Linked DNA regions of Mus musculus: regions 1, 2, 4 and 5 are each linked to region 3. A link is a contact called in public HiChIP or PLAC-seq and promoter capture Hi-C data. All regions are on one chromosome and are shown on one strand. The core of a region is the stretch at or near the end of the contact, and the rest is flanking DNA. Distances in the headings are between cores, read along the strand shown.

Evidence for each region. Promoter capture Hi-C pulls out the DNA fragments that hold promoters and counts their contacts. HiChIP or PLAC-seq counts read pairs in DNA pulled down with a chosen protein or histone mark.
Region 1: a contact with region 3 is called in a promoter capture Hi-C map of second pharyngeal arch cranial neural crest. The contact joins the promoter of Tdrkh here to the promoter of Rfx5 in region 3. A contact is called at or near these places in 6 of 39 promoter capture datasets (3T3-L1-derived adipocytes, the HPC-7 cell line, cranial neural crest and 3 more), 1 of 484 Hi-C or Micro-C datasets (embryonic stem cells) and 3 of 115 datasets of contacts at active chromatin or transcription factors (embryonic basal ganglia, embryonic hindbrain and forebrain).
Region 2: a contact with region 3 is called in an H3K27ac HiChIP or PLAC-seq map of microglia, with 5 times the contacts expected there. The contact joins the promoter of Rprd2 here to the promoter of Rfx5 in region 3.
Region 4: an H3K27ac HiChIP or PLAC-seq map of microglia shows a contact between it and region 3, with 5 times the contacts expected there. The contact joins the promoter of Aph1a here to the promoter of Rfx5 in region 3. A contact is called at or near these places in 3 of 39 promoter capture datasets (cranial neural crest, frontonasal cranial neural crest and liver) and 1 of 115 datasets of contacts at active chromatin or transcription factors (microglia).
Region 5: a contact with region 3 is called in a promoter capture Hi-C map of hippocampal neurons, with 2.5 times the contacts expected there. The contact joins the promoter of Them4 here to the promoter of Rfx5 in region 3. A contact is called at or near these places in 4 of 39 promoter capture datasets (3T3-L1-derived adipocytes, embryonic stem cells, hippocampal neurons and 1 more).

What each region holds. Positions count from the first base shown.
Region 1 is chr3:94,411,883-94,414,685 of GRCm38.p6, forward strand. Tdrkh (tudor and KH domain containing protein) reads left to right here and starts at 1,362. Exons shown (of 14, transcript NM_001357711.1): 1 at 1,362-1,480. It overlaps 1700040D17Rik (RIKEN cDNA 1700040D17 gene), which reads right to left and starts at 1,073. Exons shown (of 2, transcript NR_152121.1): 1 at 812-1,073.
Region 2 is chr3:95,817,621-95,820,320 of GRCm38.p6, forward strand. Rprd2 (regulation of nuclear pre-mRNA domain containing 2) reads right to left here and starts at 1,333. Exons shown (of 11, transcript NM_001368178.1): 1 at 927-1,333. The coding sequence starts at 1,131. Gm29948 (a long non-coding RNA gene) reads left to right here and starts at 1,260. Exons shown (of 2, transcript XR_375854.4): 1 at 1,260-1,510; 2 at 2,100-2,700.
Region 3 is chr3:94,952,703-94,955,402 of GRCm38.p6, forward strand. Rfx5 (regulatory factor X, 5 (influences HLA class II expression)) reads left to right here and starts at 1,406. Exons shown (of 10, transcript NM_017395.3): 1 at 1,406-1,549; 2 at 2,313-2,444; 3 at 2,650-2,683. The coding sequence starts at 2,332.
Region 4 is chr3:95,892,490-95,895,245 of GRCm38.p6, forward strand. It overlaps Aph1a (aph1 homolog A, gamma secretase subunit), which reads left to right and starts at 1,432. Exons shown (of 6, transcript NM_146104.3): 1 at 1,432-1,794; 2 at 2,332-2,502; 3 at 2,654-2,727. The coding sequence starts at 1,682.
Region 5 is chr3:94,308,789-94,311,555 of GRCm38.p6, forward strand. Them4 (thioesterase superfamily member 4) reads left to right here and starts at 1,344. Exons shown (of 6, transcript NM_029431.1): 1 at 1,344-1,500. The coding sequence starts at 1,429. It overlaps Gm36010 (a long non-coding RNA gene), which reads right to left and starts at 1,265. Exons shown (of 4, transcript XR_867460.2): 1 at 1,084-1,265.

The DNA.
Region 1 (2,803 bases), core at 112-2,611, 540 kb before region 3:
AGATACTGTGTCTTATAAGTAAAAAAAAAAAAAAATTAAAGTGCAAAGTGAAGTATGCTTAAAAGTAAACATGTTAAAAGTTCTGGTTAAATACATCTTCTATATCCCTGTCATATCTTGAGATTTAACTAAGAGTCAGAAAGGTAGTTGCTTTGAAACACTAACATATATAAAAAGGAAGTTATAAAATTATATCTATAGCATGTTTTCAGCTGTGCAAAAATACATTTACGTGTATTTTAAGTGTGGGATGAAAAATTTCCCAAGAAACTGGTTGTACTGGTTGCCTCTGAAGGGACATTTTCTTCAATAACCTTTTGTTACTTGTGAATCTTCTTGAAAGTGCATGTATTATTTACCCAAATATATATTTTGGATGACTAGAAGGCGAGCATGTTTGCAAGCCCAGCTACTCAAGAGCCTAAGGGAACAAAATTTGAGAACAGCCTGGACAACATAGCAACATATAACAGTAGTAGTGGTAATAATAATAATAATAGGAAATTGACCCAAAGACATCTGGGTCAGACACAATGCTAGCTATGTTCACTCAACAAATGTTTAATGAGTATTCATCATGTGCCAGCACAAAACATCTCCTGGAGACTCGGAGCGACTGTGCCCTCGCCTCAAAGTGAAGGTGGTAGCAGGGCCAACCGTTCCTAACGGTTCGGGAACGACCCAGACGGCGGCTGGAATTCAGTTTTTCAAGCAAACCGCTGCCTGCCAAATCCTCCCCCTTCCACAGGTCCACGGCCCCGGGGCAAGGCAGGGGGCCCCTGCTGGCGCGCTCCTCCCATAGCTGCCTTACCCAGGTGGTGGCCACGGTGACTTTCGGTCCACGTGGCGTGTGCAGCGCCCGCCCCCATTTCACTCCTTTAACATAGTTGCTTTCCTGTCCCCTGGCTAAGATGGGGGTAGGGGGTCCATCCAGGCAGAAATTCTTAACAGATAAAGTGGCGCCGCAATCAGGAGGTGGCTTCCCCCAAGGCCGCTGGCCGCGGAATGACTCCGTAGGCCTCGGGACACCCACGAGTGACCCAATCCCCCGACCCTCGGAGCGCCAAAGTCCCTCGCGGCTTAAAGCAGCACAACCTCCTAGAGGAGGACCGAGGACTCCAGAAGCCTCTAATTGGCTGTTTAATTCTCAGCAGGTGCGAGCTCCATTAAAAGCATCGGCTTCCCCGGGCTCTAACTGGCTGTGGACGTGGGCGGGCTTGGATTTTCATCCGGGTAATTGGACTTGAGCGCGCACCAGCCACGTCGCTCACGGCAGTCCGCAGAAGGATTGGCTGCGGCGGAGGAGCGCGATTGGTCAGACTTCAAAGTGAGCGTTGATTGGTGAGGATGCGCTGCGGGGGCGGAACAAGCGGCTGCTGAAAAGCGACCCGCTAGGCGGCTGCGCTGAGGGAGCGACAGGGCGGCGGCGGCGGGGGTGAGGTGCGAGGCGAAGCGCAGAGCGCGCAACTCTGGAGGAGCGGTAAAGGCAGGGCGCGAGAGGGAAGTTTGGGGTGTGGGAGAAGCAGAGCGGTAGGGACCCTGGCAATTGGAAGACCGAAGCGCGGGACTGAGGGTCGGGAGGCGTGGGACACTTGGGGGCTAGGAGTGAGGCCCTCGCGGATCACCGCGTGGGGCAGCTGTGCTGGGAGCTAATAACCAGACTCAGATCAGGGGCTCTGGGCCGGGGAGCTAGGCCCCCAGGATTGATAGGACGTTCACCACAACTCAGCACTCCTAAGCCGGCTCTCTTTGAAACGAGGGACCTTTTATTAATTTGCCTTTTACCTTCCTCAACTTAGTCCAGTGACTGTTTGTAGCTGCAGGGTGTTTTGTTGCAAGGTGTTTTGTTTTCTTTTAGTGGCGGAGCCTGTGACAGTCAGCTGGTTTTGAACTCAAAATCCTCCAGCCCTTGCCTCTGAAGTGGTGGAAGTACAGTACAGGCCAGCACCAGAACGCTCTAGATTGGATTGATTGTCTATCAATCTTCCTTTCTCAAATTTACTTGTAATATCTGGTTAGATTTGCCTGTTGGTTGGTTGGTTGGTTTTTGTTTTTGTTTTTGTTTTTTTAAGGTTTATATATTTTATATATGTGAGTGCATCGCTGCTGTCTTCAGACACACCAGAAGAGGGCGTCAGATCCCATTACAGATGGTTGTGAGCCACCATGTGGTTGCTGGGAGTTGAACTCAGAACCTCTGGTAGAGCAGTCAGTGCTCTTAACCGCTTAGCCATCTCTCCAGCTGATTGGTTGGTTTTTGAGACATCTCTTGTAGTTAACCCAGACTGGTCAAGAACTTGTCCTGTAGCCATCCTTAAACTGCTGATCCTTCTACCTCCACCTTTCAGGTACTGGTATTTGGGAGATTGGACACCTGGCTTCCTTACCATCACCACTCCCAAACAGGATTTCATGTCACCCACAGTGGCCTTGTACTTGTTATGAATGAATTTAGGCTCTAGTTCTTTCTGTCTCCACCTCCTCTCTGTTGGGGTTATATGCATGTGTTGTCACACCAGGCTCAGACCGCTTTGGTGTTTTAAGTAAAATCCTGGTTGGTTTGCCTGATTTGAGTTCACTAGCCTATCCCTTATGATATTATCCCTTAGTAACACACTTAGCACAAATTTACTTGTAATATCTGGTTAGATTTGCCTGTTGGTTCAAATGGATATCACCCAGCAAACCTGTCCTCGTCACAGGCATTTACCCTGTGACATATACTCCGTCCACAAAAATCAGTGTTTTCTGGCATACCATCTACCAGGTGTCCCATTCAGAAACTTTATAACTAACTCCTTTA
Region 2 (2,700 bases), core at 83-2,582, 860 kb after region 3:
AACGACATGGGCCACCACGCCCAGTTTAACAATTCATATTTTAGAAGACCTCTTTTCTGTATTAAAGCAGTGTTGTGGGGAGAACCACACAGGTTGAAAAAAAAAAGTATACTTGAGATGGGGGTTATATCTAAAACAGATAAATATATTTTAAAATTCACATTTCCCATTTTGATTGCCTATGCAAACAAACTCAATTCTGTAAAGTGTGCTTCAGGAGATTAAAAAGTGGCCGGATATATTTTATACTTCGGTACCAATGATGATTACAGTCTCGCAGTTGTGTCTCGTCAGTATCCCGTGGTCTGTATTTTAGTGTTGCAAACACAGGTAAAAGGAAAACAGGTGGTCGCCTCACAGCTCTGTAGAGTTCCTATTGCTTCACATTCATCCAGGGAAAGCCTCCTTAAAACACACGCCAAGTTTCACCCACAGTCATCAAGAGAAGGCCCCTTTCTAGACATATCCCAAGTTTCACGTCGGCGGAAAACACTGCCTGGTCTAACATATTTCAGGGAAGTGGACAGCTTAAACCATGGCTTGACTAGCCAACAGGAAACCCAGAGATCATTAACACGTCAAGGCCTGTAAGAAATAAACGGACGCGACCATTTCCGTGAAGGTTCAGGATAATCAACAACACACCTTCCAGGGCTCGGAAGGAAACGCGAAAATCTCTACGGGTCTAGGCCCAACGGCCCAAGGTCACGCCAAATGTGAGGCTGAAAAATTCCAAGCAATGAGCCCCCTGCAGAGCAGGGCAACCGTGCCTAGGATGGAGTCTGGGCTAGGGAACACTCGCGCCCGATCTTTAATGTGAACCCCAACTGAATGCAGCAGCTCGGTGGGCAAACCCCAGAGTGTTTTGGGGGCCGCATTTTCTCCATCTCTCCAGCCTCCCCCTTCCTAGTCGCCCCCACACTCACATCTCCGGAGCCACTTCATCCAATGGTAGACGATTGTACTGTGGTGTTTCTTGTTTTCTATACACCAGGACGACAAGCCTTGAATGGATTCCATGGTGTTGGTCACCGACTGGAATTTTCGATCCAACGAAGACTCCAGGGCCCCTGCGGACGAGGCCGACGAGGAGGAGGCCTTACTGCTGCCTCCGCCGCCGCCGGCCGCCATCTTCCCCGGTTTGCACAAGCGCCTCTGGTCCTCTGGCGGCGGCGGCGGCGGCGGCGGCGGGAGCGGGCAAAACAATCAGTGCGAGTGCGTGAAAGCAGCAGGAGGGGAGGGCGGCCAGGGGGTGGGGACGCTGCACGCGCTAGGCTCCTCTGGCGGCAGGAGGGCTAGCTGCTGGGCGCGCTGGCGGCTCCCACACGCTGCGAGGAGGGGCCGCGGCCGCGGAGGACTGTCAGTATGGCTCGGGGGTGGTGTTTAAACCGGGAGTCGGGAGACGACTACGGAGGAGACAGAACCTGCGACGGCGCCGACAACTAAGGCTTTTAGCCTCTACGCTCCTCAACTCTTAAGGCCCTTCCCTCATCCCGTTGGCCAAATTCCGGTGAGCCCAGGGCGGCCTTGGTACCGAAGACGAAACGCTACTCCGCCGTCCCTTCGGCTGCAGAGAGCTTTGCCTTTAGATTTTCTACCACAGGAAAGGCCCAAAGCTACCTAGGCAGAAAATTTTCTTTCTTTTTTTTTTTTTCTTTTCTTTTTTTTTTTTTTCTTTTTTCTTTTTTTTTTTTTTTTTTGCAACGCAATAGCAGCAATAGACCAGCAGAAGAAATGCGCACGCGCACGGAAGCCCCGCCCCTCCGCTTCCTCCTCAATCTTGAGCACGGGGGCCGAGGGGGCGTGATGGCGCTGCGATTCGACCAATCAGGGAAGGGGGTCGGAGAAGCGCGTCGGGACCTGAAGGCGGAGGAGGCGCTGCGTCTCTCTGTGCGCCTGCGCGTTAGGTCTGCGCCTAGCGGGTTGGGAGGAAAACCTGGGGAGGCAGGATTGAGGCGCTCCGGAGCCTAGGACGTTACTAGACCCCAGTTCAGTGCTCGGCCCTGCTTTTGGCTTCATGGCGGGGTTGCTCCCTGGGAGCCTTTAATTCACACTAGGATGGGAAATGCCCACCGTTCTGTGGCTACTGTTTTTGACAGCTGCAGCTGCGTTCCCTGCCACCCCGCCATCGGGGACCTACACGCGACAAAATGGCTGGCACGTCTTGCGGAGTGGGGGAAGACGCGCATGCGTCAGGCCCTGTTAGCTGTTCTCTAGGCACTCCTTGACTAACCTATGCTACACGCCCGACTGCGATGACACCGTTCACAGCCAGCCGACCGACTGCATTCTAGAAAGAGGGAATAAAAGTTAAACGAAAATTTCTCTGAAAAGTCTTCGAAGCGAGGAAAGAGTAATTGACAAGGTGTGGCTTCTTTGCTAGGTAGTAACATCACAATTTCGTAATGCGTTATAGGTTTGTTTTTGTTTTTTCGAGACAAGGTTTTTCTGTGTAGCCCTGGCCGTCCTGGAACTCACTCTGTAGACCAGGCTGGCCTCGAACTCAGAAATCCACCTGCCTCTGCCTCCCAAGTGCTGGGATTAAAGACGTGCACCACCACTGCCCTGTGCGTTACAGTTTACAAGAGTCTTGAGTATTGTGTTTATTAGCACAGCCTCAAATTAACCATTATGGGCTGGAGAGATGGCTCAGCACGTAGGAGCACTGACTGCTCTTCCAAAGGTCCTGAGTTAAAATCC
Region 3 (2,700 bases), core at 156-2,655:
AACAAAGAGGGTTAAGCACCTGAAGGGAAAAGTTATCACAGTACTAAATTCTTTTTTCCTCTACTTGACCAAAATTCCAGTGTTCACCACCAAGCAGGGAACTCCAGGAGTGTGCCCCCTAGGAAGGAGATGAAGTACACCCAGGAAACGGAAACATGAATAGGCAAAGGTGGGCAAGGAGAAAATACAGAGGAGGACTAGAGGCTCAACAGACAGGCTTTATTCTAGAGCATACCTGCAGAGGGGGTGGGGCCAAGTGTCTAAAGTGGAAGGACCATACCATTTCCTTTTGTGTCAGCAGTTGCTATGGGTAGCGAGACAGACAGGGTCAGGCAACCAATAAACATCTCCTGTGGTTTACCCAGGTAGGAGGGGTAGGGTGAGGAGAAATCTGGAAAATGAGTTGGCATTAGCTTTGGCTTAACTAGAACGGAGGCACTTTATAAAATGGCGATACCACGGCTAACAACAGAGAAAAAAACATTTTCTCTTAATGTGGTACAGCTGCTAAGGATTTGCAGATTCTTTGTGGAATGAGGGGAAGCCTGCAATCCTAGAGGCTGTTGGCCACAGGGATGGGTAAGCAAAGAGGGAAGGACGAATGGTTCAACTTGTGTTATTTTATTTTATTAAAGTTACAGGACTTTATAACGAATTTCCATCAGTAGACATCATTTTCTAGCAAAAATTTAAAAATATCACCTACTGATTATTTCGGACAGCTCTGACAACCAAAGGCAACAATCAAACATGGTAGCTATCTGTGGCCATTCCATTTTGTAAAGCTCCCCAATTTTGTTTAAACAGAGTTCCTGAAACCTAAGAAATTTGGTTCTCACAACCAAAGTAACTTGCTTTTATAGATTCGTGCTTTCCACGTCCTTATCGACGCCCCAGTAATAGAGTTGTTTGGCTTTTTTTTAATCAAACCTTCTTACATTTTTAACTCATCTTATTCCCCAGCTACAACTAGCCAATCACTTTCCTACCCTGTAACTCCTGTCTGTGGTTCTTGGATCCTAGACGGCATCTACGTAAATCTTCCCAAGTAAAGCCCGCGGTCGATCCCTTATCCTCTTCTCGCTGATTTTACAACGCACAGGATCAGAAAGCAAAAGACCAGATGCTCCAGAAGCAGCCAAGCGCCCGGGCTTTCATCCTGCGGTCCCTTTAAGAACAGAACCCTTTCCGGGCCCGCAGACCTAACCGACCCCAGTTTTAACCGAAACCAACCTGGACTTCCCCCTCTTGACTCAAATAAGACTAACTTTGGATTTTCCCTCCCCTCTCGACCAATCATATTCTGTTACCAGGCAGACTTTCACTGCCTTCGTCTTGGAGGCAGCAACGGCCAATCACAGAGCAGGCCGTGCGTGTATCCAGGCAGATCGCGGCTGGCATAACCATTCAGAAAAAGGAAAAATAAAAGCAACGCACGAGCCCGCCGGCTGGGCACCGTGGGGCTGGGCAGGAGCTGAGGTAGCCACAGGGTAGTTTCTCTTTCTCTCTCACCTATCTAATGTCCGTGCTGGAAGGCGACGGTTCCGAGGTAGGAGGGGCAACAGCACTCCGGAGCTAGCAGGACCAGCTCCTTGCCCCTGCGCACGTGCCCGAATCTGGGACCCTGTTCCCCGCAGGGTTTCCTGCGCCCAGCCCCCTGAGTTCGGAGACCTAGCCCAGCACCTGGGGTTGGGGTGGAGGGGCCCGAGGGGAGTGGGGACGCTTCGGAGTGGGATGTCGTGGGATGACGTAGGGTCCGCGCCGCGGCGAGGGGGGCAGCGGGGGAAGCCGTGGCGAGACTCAGTAATGAGAACTTGGGCCCAGTTTTTTTCAAACCTGGAAAGGCCGAGTATGTTTGTATCCCTTCCGACCTTCCAGGCAAAATCAATGGCGAGGAGTCTATTAGAGGATCGGAGAACTTTGACTTGTCGTTATAGGTGTTGAGGGGGGGCGGCTGGAGGGGCTTGGGGGGGGGGGGGCTGGAGGTGTTGCAGCACTGGGAGAAATTGTAAGATTTCTTTTAACGTGGACTTCTCCACCCCTATCCCTTCCCATAACAGTTTTCCAGATTTGGGAGACTTCAAAAGGTGGGACATATAGAATGGAGATGTCAGAGATCTCTTTGGGTATACAAGGGCCTGATAAAGTAACAGAATAATTCTAATTTTAGAGAAGGCAAGTGGTGTGGAAAACCACTGGAGGAAGCTTTGCTTCTGTTTGTATTTCTGGGTAGAGACAGGAGGACTGCCTTGGGGTCTCTAGGAGAAAGGAAGCTTGGTAGTAGTTAAATCCTCAGCGATCTCCTCTCTCAGCTGTAGCCCTCATGCTGGGATGGCAGAAGATAAACCTGATGCTAAGAGCCCCAAGACTGGGGCAAGGCCCCAAGGTGGTGCTGACGCTGGAGAACCTACCACCCTCCTCCAAAGGCTCCGAGGTACCATTTCGTAAGTAATTGTCTCTGTCTCCAAACCCTGTTCCAGACCCAGCTGTAGATCCTTGTTGCCCTGCACTCCTTCCTCAGGCAAGTGTTTCAGAGCAGGCAGGCTGAGGTCTGTGGTCCGTAGCTGTTTGGTCCTTTTTCTGTCTCTAGCAGTCAGACAAAGGGATGGGGAAACCTTGTGACCTCCAGCTTTCTCTTCTTCTCCACAGCAAGGCCGTGCAGAACAAAGTAGAGGGAATTCTGGTAAGCATGCTGGGAAG
Region 4 (2,756 bases), core at 182-2,681, 940 kb after region 3:
CTCCAGCCCCTGCTCTTCTCCACTCCCTCACAGGTAGCCCTGGCTATGTCCTTGCACCACATGGTGGATCACAATCATCTGTAGCCGCAGTCCCGAGGGTTCTGATGTGCTCATCTGGCCTCCAAGAGCACCGAGCACATACATGTTGCACAGATATACATGACACAACCCCCTCCCACACACATAAAAATAGCTATTAGAACAAAAGAAAAGCTCCACAAGCCTCACATACCTAGTAAATACTTGCTAAGCATCTAAAATGAGTCCTTGAACACCGTGCAAGTGGCTGTGGGCTCATCATGCACAGATTGTTCCCCACAGCTGCTAACAGCTCACAGAGAAGAGTGGCCCAGACTCAGCCTGTTGAACACACATGGAATCCTGAACACTGGCCAAGATGTTCCCATCCTCCTAACCTTGGGGAACAATGTGTCTAGTGACCGCCAGACCCCCCCAACCCTCCACCCCCCCTACCCTCCCATCCCCCCCACCCCCCCACCTCCACTGATTCCCCTCCTAGTGACTTTTTGCAAAAACCTCCAGGAAGCCCGGTAATCTTTTAAATTTTTCTGTAGTTTGTTGTTGCTTTGTATGTACCCTCAAAAAACGATTTTTCTCATATATGATCAAAATGCTCAGATCCCATCATAGGATTCCTCTGTTCTGCAGACTCCTAAGGACCAACCCGTCCTCATACAAATGATGATTCCTGATAATATGAAATCTCTCTCCCCAGCCTGAGGAAAAGACACCACTCAAGTTTATTTTCCAGACTATAAATAAAGGAAGTATGACATCAAAGGAACCAAGCAGCTCGGCGTGGGGCGGGGGTGGAGGGGATGGGTGTAATTTCCTCTCAGTCCCATTGCTCTAGTTGCTTTGTGACTCCACGATTCCTTCCAAACATTTTCCTAATATTTCTCTCCCGGCTCCTCCTGCTTTTCTCATTCTGTCATTACAGAATACAAGTGGAGGCTTCATTTAAGACGTAATTCCTATACCAGGCTGCCCAAAGAGTTCCAACTTTTAAGCCTAACTTTGATCCCTCAGGATGCTTCTCTGGGTCATTTCCTCTAATTCAACTTAAGAACAATGTCCGTCCCTATCTTCCCACAACCTCTATCCTGTGCTCTTTTTTATTTGTCTCTAGAGTCAAACAGGATCTTCCTCCGACAAAGCTCCTCTAGTAATAGGTAGGGTGGCTATCACCCTTCTCTACCGAAAGAAAGGAAACCGTGGCCAAGGCGCCAGCGAACCCAGGAATCATTGTTCTGATTGGGCCCAGACTCCAGCCTACTCTTCTGAAGCCACTCCCAGCACCAAGAGGAGGGCTCTGAGGATGAGAGACTACAACTCCCAGAAGGCCATGCCGCCATGACCCCGCCTCTGCAGTTCCGCCCCACCAAGTATTCATTGGCCTTCCGGGGGTGGGAATTAGATGGGAGGTGGCCATGGGGCAGCGACCGGGGGTTGTTCCCTCTTCGGCTTCCGTAGACGAGGTCGGGCGGACCTTCGTCCGGGGTTTCGGCACCCCCCCTTCCCCTTCCCCGGGGTCCGGGGGTGACATTGCACCGCGCCCCTCCTGGGGTTGCGTCCTCGCCCCACGCGGACTCCCCCTCGGCGCGCAGCTCCCTTTCGCCTTCCTTGGCCGGGGTTCCCTCCCTTCCCCAGCTGCCCAGTCATGGGGGCTGCTGTGTTTTTCGGATGCACCTTCGTCGCGTTCGGCCCAGCCTTCTCCCTTTTCCTGATCACTGTAGCTGGAGACCCACTTCGGGTTATCATCCTGGTGGCGGGGTGAGTGTCGAGTGGTGGAGACGGGGCCGAACGTAGAGAAAAAGGTGCAGAAAGGGCTGGAGGAACTGGAGCAGGCTTGGGAGCCTGAGTTGGGGGGCAGAAGTCGGAAAAGGTTGGACACAGGGTCAAATCGTGATCTAGGAGAATTTCCCGCAGTCGGCTTCCGCCTTCCAGGGATTTCACAGATTCTTCCTGTAGTCCTCCCGGCAACGTCAGAGAAGGCCCAAGGCCAAGATTAATGAGGGGGCTGTGCTGACCTCGGCCAGCCAAGGATCTTGGAATGGATACCTAGTCTGTCCGTTCATGCCCACACACTTTGACTCTAATGAAGACTCTAACCAGATCTCTACCCTTTCTGCTGCTTTCAGATTCTTACAAATGAGTCTGTTGGTGGAGACACTTATCTGGTCCCTGTCTCCCTTACCATCCGGAAGTCTAACTTCCACTTTTCATACATTCCATCCTTGGCTGGCTCCCTCCTTGATTTTTCCATCTGCTCCTGTCTTTGCCTCTCTCATTGCCCTTGTGTTTTCTCAGAGCCTTTTTCTGGCTGGTCTCCCTGCTCTTGGCTTCTGTGGTCTGGTTCATCTTGGTCCATGTGACAGACCGATCAGATGCACGGCTCCAGTATGGCCTCCTGATTTTTGGTGCTGCTGTCTCTGTCCTTCTACAGGAAGTGTTCCGTTTTGCTTACTACAAGCTCCTTAAGTAAGGACAAGGGGGGCTCTGGAAGGGAGGGGGGACAGTGGTGTGCATGGCGGGAAGTGGGCCAGCCCTGCGATGGTGGTTGGAGTAAGGGTCGTTAAAGGGAGGGTATTGGAGGGGAAGGAACATCCCTGCCCTTCCTTCTGTTTCCCAGGAAGGCAGATGAGGGCTTAGCATCACTGAGTGAGGACGGAAGATCACCCATCTCCATCCGACAGATGGCCTATGGTGAGCCAAGGGAGAGGGACCAGAGGAGG
Region 5 (2,767 bases), core at 94-2,593, 640 kb before region 3:
AGAGGCAGTTGAATTTCTGAGTTCGAGGCCAGTCTGGTCTACAGAGTGAGTTTCAGGACAGCCAGAGCTACATAGAAAAACCCTGCCTCGAAAAACAAAACACAAAAAACAAAAAACAAACAAAAAAAGGGTGTCTTAGGTAAAAGACAGAAGAACTTGAAGGCATATAAGACTCACTGTGAAACAGAGTAGAGAACAACTATTATTATTGTTATTTGACTTTATTTATATGGGTGTTTTGTCTGTGCACCACATGCATGCCTGGTGCCCACAGAAACCAAAAGAAAGAGAGGGTATCCAATCCCCTGGAACTGGAATTGCAAACAGCTGTGAGCTGCCATGTGGGCGCTCAGATTCTAACCATTGCTTTTAAACTTACGAACCATATCTCCAACTCAATGCAGATTTCTCTTCCTTTCTTTGTTTTTGTTTTGCTTTTTGTTGTTTGGTTTGGTTAGGTTTTTGAGATAAGGTATCATTATGTTGTCTTAGCTGGTTTGAACCACCCACCTCTGCCCCTAAGTGCTAGAATTAAATGCTTTATGACACCACTATCCAAATATTAGACTATCCACAACTCCTTCTATTAGTTTTTCATTTCCTTTGTAATTATCATTTTAAAACTAGTCAATCACAACAAACGCCGGGCAATTGGGGTCAGGGGAGCGTGGGGCAGTCACCACCTGTCCCCTGTGTGCTTGCTAACTGTAGTTGGATCTTGGTGCACCCTTTGACAAAAATAATTGCTTTGCTTCTGTATTCCTTTGTGGGACACTGAGATTCTTCTGTTCCCAGCACAGAAAGAACAAATCAGTGAATCAACGGATAGTCTTTAAACTAACAGGCTCCCATTAGACAGTTTGGGCTAACTCTATCGAGCCAGACCAAGAGCAATTTCTTTGATAGAGACGGTTCTTACTAGAGTAAAAGTTGATATACATTTTCAGTACACAGACACATATGCGCGCGTGCGGAGAGAAGGGGCACCTGAAGAGTGTACCTGTTAAATAGTAGAGACTGACAGAGTTTTAAATGTATGTGCACGTGTTCTACACCCAGAAGACCAACACCATCAACCCGCACCTAGTGGTTATCCACTCCTTGTGTGTGCTCCTGTTCGGCCGAGATGATGAGTCTTTCGCTGGCTGGAGCGTTAAACTGCCTGTGAACAAGGAACTAAACTAGGCTGTCTCGCTGCGCCAGTGCAGTAACCGTGGCTGAGAGCCGGACGCAAAATCTCCCGGAACCAAAAGCGGGTGTAGAGGATTCGGTCCGCCCGGATTCGGAGAGGCGCCAGCACTGTGGGCGGCGCGCGGCTCCGCCCTCCACCCGCCCGCCTCCACAGTTAATAGCCCAGAGTCGGCGTGTGGATAGTGTGGCTCTTTCTGGAACAGAGCAGAGAGCAGCGTCCTGCCCTCGGCTTGAGCAATGCTGAGAAACTGCGCTATGCGCCTGCGCACTCTTGGGGCCACGCCTGCGAGGCGGCCAGGAGCAGCTAGGGTGAGTCCCGGGACGCTTGCTTTCGTGGGGCGAGAAGGGGAGACAGCACGACCGAGACTAAGCTAACACCTGCCCCTGGCTGTGACGGGGCTCTTGGGCTCTTCTGCCCTGAGATTCGAATCGGGAGGAGCCGGAAGGGAAAGTGACTCAAGGTTGAACTAGGTCTGCAGGGATGGGATCGCCACTACTAAGACTGAGATAATAAGAAAGGATAAGCAAGGTCACCCAGAAAACTGTGAAAGAGCCATTATTGACCCCTGGAGAAGACCATTTATCCTTAGCAGGGATCTAATCCTGATAGACTCTGATTCGTTATAACCAATTCAGGAAGAAGTAGACTTCTGATTGTCAGATAATTACTCCCTCTCTAGCCCGTTTTCATCATCTTAGAGGATGTTATGAGACTAAATGAGATAATGCAAGGGAAGCATTTAGCATACCTGGAATGTAAATCTTAAATGTTGCCTGTCCATATTTTTATCCCTGCCTTTGTTCTATTGATGTAGTCAATACTTGTTGAGCTCCAACTCACGCCCGCGTGTGTGTCCGTGTGTACTGAAAATGTATATCGACAGTAAGAACTGTCTCTATCAAAGAAATTGCTCTTGGACTGGCTCGATAGAGTTAGCCCAAACTGTCTAATGGGAGCCTGTTAGTTTAAAGACTATCATATATGTCAGGTGTGATTGGCCACTGACGATAGGTCGTATTATAGTTAGCTAAGGGGAAAAAACGTTCCGCCCAAGAAATTTACGGGTTTAATTTGGGAGAATGGGATCAGTTTGCCAAATCAAATGTTTGTATACAATGTGTTGTAATAAAGAACGACAGCTGACAGGGAACAGCTCTGTATTGAGAAATGAAAAAGAACTTTGATTATTAGGGGAGTGGCATCTCTCTCAAGCTATTGCAGCTTCCTGCTAGACAATAAGAGGGCTGGAGGCCCTGGGTGATAGACACACACACACAATTTTAAAATAATGATGAATGTTGATGTATTGACATCAGCCAGGTACCATCTTGCCGATTAGAAAAGAAAATGATTCGTGCTAGTCTTACAACAACAAATATGAATTAGTTTAATTACATGTTGGAGCCTGGCAGTCTGTGCTGAGCTGAGAACATTACAGCATTAGTATTTGCAGGCCTTTTTTTTTTTTTCATCATGCTGCTTTTGATTTAGTAACGTATCTTAAAAGGAGGCAGAAAAAGTCATAACTTATTTTACAAGTACAAGTCCAACTTCCATAAATGTATAACTAAAGAT